Regions from separate parts of the Oryctolagus cuniculus genome. Here region 1 is linked to region 2. The links are chromatin contacts, called in public Micro-C maps. All regions are on one chromosome and are shown on one strand. Each heading gives the region's core, a stretch centred on a gene start, on an enhancer-like site or on the middle of the called end of the contact. The rest is flanking DNA. Distances are from core to core; before and after follow the strand shown.

What was found. Hi-C and Micro-C count contacts between places; a contact is called where the count stands out from the background.
Region 1: a Micro-C map of ear pinna shows a contact between it and region 2, with 4 times the contacts expected there. The contact joins two enhancer-like sites. A contact is called at or near these places in 2 of 6 Hi-C or Micro-C datasets (ear pinna and psoas muscle).

Annotation. Positions count from the first base shown.
Region 1 is chr7:118,746,396-118,749,095 of mOryCun1.1, reverse strand. All of the region lies in intron 5 of SSBP3 (single stranded DNA binding protein 3), which reads right to left. Among named protein-coding and RNA genes, the nearest start is that of MRPL37, 57 kb to the left of the region's middle. Within about 2 kb of position 1,370, at least 2 of the 8 cell types and tissues checked have an H3K27ac peak or open chromatin away from gene starts, as enhancers often do. A contact at or near this core is called in ear pinna, where this site is marked.
Region 2 is chr7:118,567,603-118,570,302 of mOryCun1.1, reverse strand. No RefSeq gene overlaps it. Among named protein-coding and RNA genes, the nearest start is that of ACOT11, 38 kb to the right of the region's middle. Within about 2 kb of position 1,337, at least 2 of the 8 cell types and tissues checked have an H3K27ac peak or open chromatin away from gene starts, as enhancers often do. A contact at or near this core is called in ear pinna, where this site is marked.

The sequences.
Region 1 (2,700 bases), core at 121-2,620, 180 kb before region 2:
GGCCCCAGGCAGGACTTCACGCGTGCATCCTCATGGTGTCCCTAGGTGGCCACGGCGATCACTGCCCCCAGTTCTCAGCCCACCCGGGCACTGCACGACCCCAGAGCTGCCAGGAAGGAGGGACTTCCTCCAGAGGGGGTGCAGACAGAGGGGACCCAGCAGCTCTCCACTCGAGACAGAGGTGTCAGCTGGGCCAGGAGGCGTGCCGGTCAACATGGAACCTGAGGCCACAGCGGGCACCCTTCAAGGGCAGTAACAGACCAGGACCGGACACGGCAGGTTTGCAAAAATGAGCAGTCCTCCCACGGCTCCACAAGGAAGACGTGTGACGACAGCACCAAGGAAAGGCAGGCGGCCGAAGCCCCTGACAGCCACTGCGCCTCCGCCCTGCACTGCACGGAGACCACATGCCCGGGGCGGGGAGCTCAGCCCCCAGCACAGAGATGGCACTTCCTGAAGGCTGTGACCCCACCCAGCTCCAGTCTCCTTCCCTGGGGGGGCCTCATTTATGCCAATGCCAGCATTTTTGGGGGTGGGGGGGGCTTTCCAGAGAAAGAGTGCCTGGGGGGTTGATCTGGAGAGAAACAGGACCCAAGCCGGGAACCCACTGCCACATCCCCAGCATGGAGGGCAGTGCCTCCCACGGAGCTGGATCTGTGCGTGGTCCCTGACCCCAGCCGAGGCGCTCTGCGCGGGCGCCCTGTGGCGCGCTCTCGCTCAGGGGGCCGTCCCGCTGCACGCAATGCCGAGGCATGTTATTACAGGATTCTGCTGGAACCCTCTCCCTCAGCCTCTTCTGCTGCAAGGGCTGAGGAATGTGACCTTTTTTTTTTTTCTTTAAAGGAGAAAAACCTCAGCAAAACTTGCAGGGAGGGAAGGTAGGGGTGGGAGCAGAGGGTGAGCTCCCCAGTCTGCCAGAGACAGGCAAACAAAACATCCCCACCCAGGACAGGGCTGGGGGAGCTGAACCCCACGCCCGGAGTGGCGTCTAGGCACGGGGAAATCTCAATCCTCCAAGAAACACGAGAAAGCGCAGGTCCAAAGTGGAGGGGGCCAGCCCAGTGCTTCACGAACAAGAGGGGAGGGCAGCTGTGGACACTGGGCTTCCAGCATCAGGTCCATTAGCGCCAGGGAATCCGTTAGGGCTCAAAGGAGGCCCAGAGAGGGGTGGCAGCAGTGGCACCAACAAAGCCCAGGGCTGGACTCCCCCGCCCCTCCCTCAAAGGGACACAGAGGGGCCTCGGCCGGCAGGGGAGGCATGGAAAAGCGAGTCCCCTCCCCGCTGGGCAGGCAGGGGCAGGTGGCCAGAAGGACCCGGTGTGCAGTCCCGCCTGGCTCTGCGGTGCGGGGCTGGCTCCACGTTAGGGGGCGGTCGAGGCCCATGGAGCCGCCGGGTGCTTTGTTACCGAGCAAATCTCCTAGGCACTGCCTGCTGATGCATAGCTAACCGGGCGGCAGACACTGATTTATGTTCAACTTTCCATTTCATCAGTGAGAGTCACGGCGCTCCATGTGCAGTTCACGTTTTTCAGAGGGGGAGGGGGAGGCGGCTGGAGTGCCCAGACCCAAACGTGTCCACACGCGTGCACACAGGCACGCGCCCCGGCGCCCCGGCAACTTCTCCCTCCTCTCCAAGGGGGAGGGGGGAGGGGAGGGCGAGGGGCTGAGCCGGCAGCCGGGCAGCCTGGCACGTCAGGAGTAACCTTTTGTCCACCGTTGCTAGGAGCCCTGGGGGCGGTCATCTGCCGCTGGGCAGACGCTAGGCACCAGGCTGGCTGCCGGGCGGGAGTACAGCCTGACCTTTGTGGAGGTGGTGCTGGCAAGGAAAAATAAGGCTTGTTTCCTCTCTCCTGCCCCAGGCTTCTTCACACAGGCCAGGCGGCCAGGGGAGCAGACCCGCAGCACCCCTCACCAGACAGAGGGGGCGTGCCGGGTCCTGAGGGCCCACAGTGGTGCTGGACATGGGGCATGGAACCTGCAGGGGGCTTCAATGCAGCACGCAGAGGAGGGGCAGAGGAGGGGCTGCCCTCGCTTGCTGGCTTGCTCGGGCCAAGTGGGTTTGTAACAGGTGGGGGCTGGGGGCGGGGAACAGCGCTGGTTCCCCACCTCCCACTGAGGCCCCAGCCAGCAGTTGGGGTGCCCCGCCTCCTCTCTAATCCTTCCCAGCAGGGGTGACCCTGCCTTCTGTCAGTCTGCTGGAAGACAGCAGGGTGAGGGGCGGGGGTTTCTGTCTCTGGGAGGGGTGGGCACGCTTTGGTCCTGTCTCCCACAGGCTGGCTCCCTCCACCCACCGGGAGGCCGGAGGGTGGGGCCCACAGAGGGTCCTCAGGAAGCCTGGGCTCCGTCCCACCCACTGCCAGTCTAGACCGTCTTCCTGAGCGGCTCCCTGCCACTTGGAGCCCAGCATTCTGCGTCTACGCAGCAGGAGTGCTGCTGGCTCTTGGGCCTACCTGACAGGCGCAAATGAACTCAGAGCAGAGGGCACCTTCTCTCATGTGGACAATGCTCCCAGCAGCAGCTGGCCAGGCTGGCAGCTCCAGAACCCCTGCGGGTCTTTGCTCCTCCCCCAGGGCCTCCCCCCACTAACCCATCTCTCTGACCTACCCAGTGTGGCCTCATGTGGGCCTGGAGCCTGGGGCTAGCTCCAGCACTGGCCACTGCTCCAGCTCGGGCCAAAAGCCACCAGCAAAGGGATGGCTT
Region 2 (2,700 bases), core at 88-2,587:
TTATTAATCTATTTTTTAAAGTGTTTATAACTGGTGGTAGTGAGCTCCCTGTCACTTGTGGCATTCAAGCAGGGGACTGGATAGACATTAGCCTGGGATGTTGAAGAGGGCCTGGGTAGATCCTCAGTGCTCTGGACCTGGTGGCCTTCCAGCCTGGGTAGTTTCTGACCCTACGGTGTTGCTGCTTGGACGCTGTCTATGGGAAATGACCTGTTGGTTATTTGGGGACCTTCGTGGTCTAGAGGTGGTTTGCTGTTTGGGACTTCCATTCACAACCGGAAGTGGGGCAGGACACAGGCATGGTGGCTGGCTTGGGGTCAGGCACCAACTCCAGTGACCCGAGGCCCCCTTGGGCCCATCACTTACAATGACAGAACAAGAAAGTCCTTGAACTTCACCCAGCCTCCGGTCTATGGGCAGACCAAGGGCTTGGCCCAAGGTCACATATCAGGGCGTGACTCTTCCCGACTGGTGGGCTCATGCTCTATCTGGGTCCCAGCTCCCCAAGCCCCGAAAGCATCGCACGCCTGTGTTTCCTTCAGTGCAGGAGATGACCTTTAACACGTCGGCCGAAAGGATCCTGGTTCTTTTTAATTAGGAGGATGCATAGAGAAGTCAGACAGCCGCCCCCACCCACGGTCGGGAGACTAAGTGCTCCCCAAATTACAGCGCGGATGCCAGGGCTCGGGCAACAAGACCGAGCTTGACTGCTGTGTGGTAAGCACAGCCAGCACCATCTCGCCCGTGTGCTTCAGCTCCTCGGTGGAACACGGCCTCTCATAGGCAGGAGACACCGCATCCAGTCTTTCCCTTCAGAAAAACATTCTGAGCTTGCGCAACGCACACCCAGTGTCATTCACCCTTTTTTCGGGAAGCCTGGTGGGCCCCAGGCTGGGGGAGAGGCCGTCTGTCCCCGCGAGGGGCTGTGGTGCGGAAACCATGGGATGGAGCGTCCACCCCCACCCCCGCCGGCCCCCCAGCAGCCACCTGGCTGCGGGACCCCTGGCTGGCCCCTGACCTTCGGCAGCCCTGCGATCGCCTTGGACGCAGCACTCTGTGGGAAGTTTTAGGCAGCTCCTGTGGGGTCCTGAATTTCTTTCCCCTGCTTTGCAAACGTCAGCTGAAGGTGCCCAGTCTGCAGAAGTCCTTGTGTCACTCCAGTCCCTGTTCCCAACTGGAACCAGAATGTGTTCAACCCAAACTCTCCCGGGACCCCCTGCCCTCCGTGTGCCACGCCCCCACCTCCCCTCTGTGTGTGTCTCTCTGGCCACAGGGGCTCTGCCTACTCACTGATGTGCCTGTGCCTCTCTGGTCCCCTGGAGCTTTGCAGTGCTCTGCTGGCTCATCTCCTTGGCCAGAAACCTTAGGGGCCCCCATCCCGACCGGCTCATCAGAGAGAGAAGTTCCAACTCCTGCCCCTCCTAGGCATGGAGCCCCAGCCGGAGCCCCCACCACTTGCGCAAGCATTCCCCTGCCCCTTTTCCTTTTCCATATCCAACCATTCCATGGGCAAACAGGGGTCGAGCCCTTAGTGTGTGCCAGGAACTGTGCCGGGCACGAATGCCCAGACACTAAGTGTGTTTTGAGAGCTCTGGGGTTCAGGGGCTCCGAGGAGGGGCAGGACTGAGAGGAGGAATGGGGCTGCCGCCAGCTCTCTGCTCGCTGGTTTCCTGTTTACTATTAACAGCTGCCCATCCCGCCCCGCGCACAAATGCCCAGGCCAGCCTTGGTGTGTTTTCAGACGGGCAGTTCAAACACAAACCTGAGGCAGGCAACTGGAAATCTGCCTTCAGCTGCCTGGAAGACCTGCAAAGCGCCCCCTCCTCATCCCTCCCACCATGCTCTCTCCAACTTCTGCCTTCCTCTCCCCTCTTGGAGGACATATGGCTCCTTGAAGTTTTTGTTTGCTTGCAGGGGAAAAAAAACCCAGCTTCAGTGTGGAGGGTTTTTCCCTTTTTTTTCTTTATTAAGCATCAAGAGACAGAGCAATCTGCTTGCAGATACTGTACGTGCATAATTAATAAAATCTCATTCTTTATTTATAAAGAGACACACGGGGAACTGGAGAATTAGGGCTATCCCCATTATATATGAAGAGAGGGAGAGAGAAAGTGGGAGGGCGGAAAATACTTTCTGAACACGAGATCTTTCCAGAGGCTCTCACTACGCACCGAGTGAAAAGGCACGCACTGCTCATGGAAGTGGTGCTCCGTGCCCAGAAAGCAGCAGGAAGCAGAAACCTGGTTCAGGAGCTTCAAACAGGAACAGGACCCATCGGGTGCTCCCAGTGCCCAGCAGGCCGGCTTAGGGTATTGGCAGGGGGCAGGAAAACACCGCGTGCCAGGCCGGGGTCTCGGGCACAGAGTCCGTTGCAGGTGGGGGGGAAGCGGGCACAGTCTCCCCACTGAGCACTGCCATCAACCCCGAGTCAGGGGCTAGGCAGAGCCCGTGGTTCCTGCGGCCCCTTCCACGGCAGGTCACATTAATGTGACGGTGGTGGGGGCTTGCGAATGTCAGCTTCGCCCTTGCACCTCTGCACCCCGGATGCCCGGGCAAAACTGCCACTATCAGTAACCCAGCTCATTCTGTAATAGCCCCCGAGACCAGCGAGCCGGGGATCAGAGCCTCACAAGAGTCCTGAGTTGGGGGTGGCCCTCCTTGCTCCCTTCTCTCTTTGCCTCTCTCATTTTTTTCTTGAGA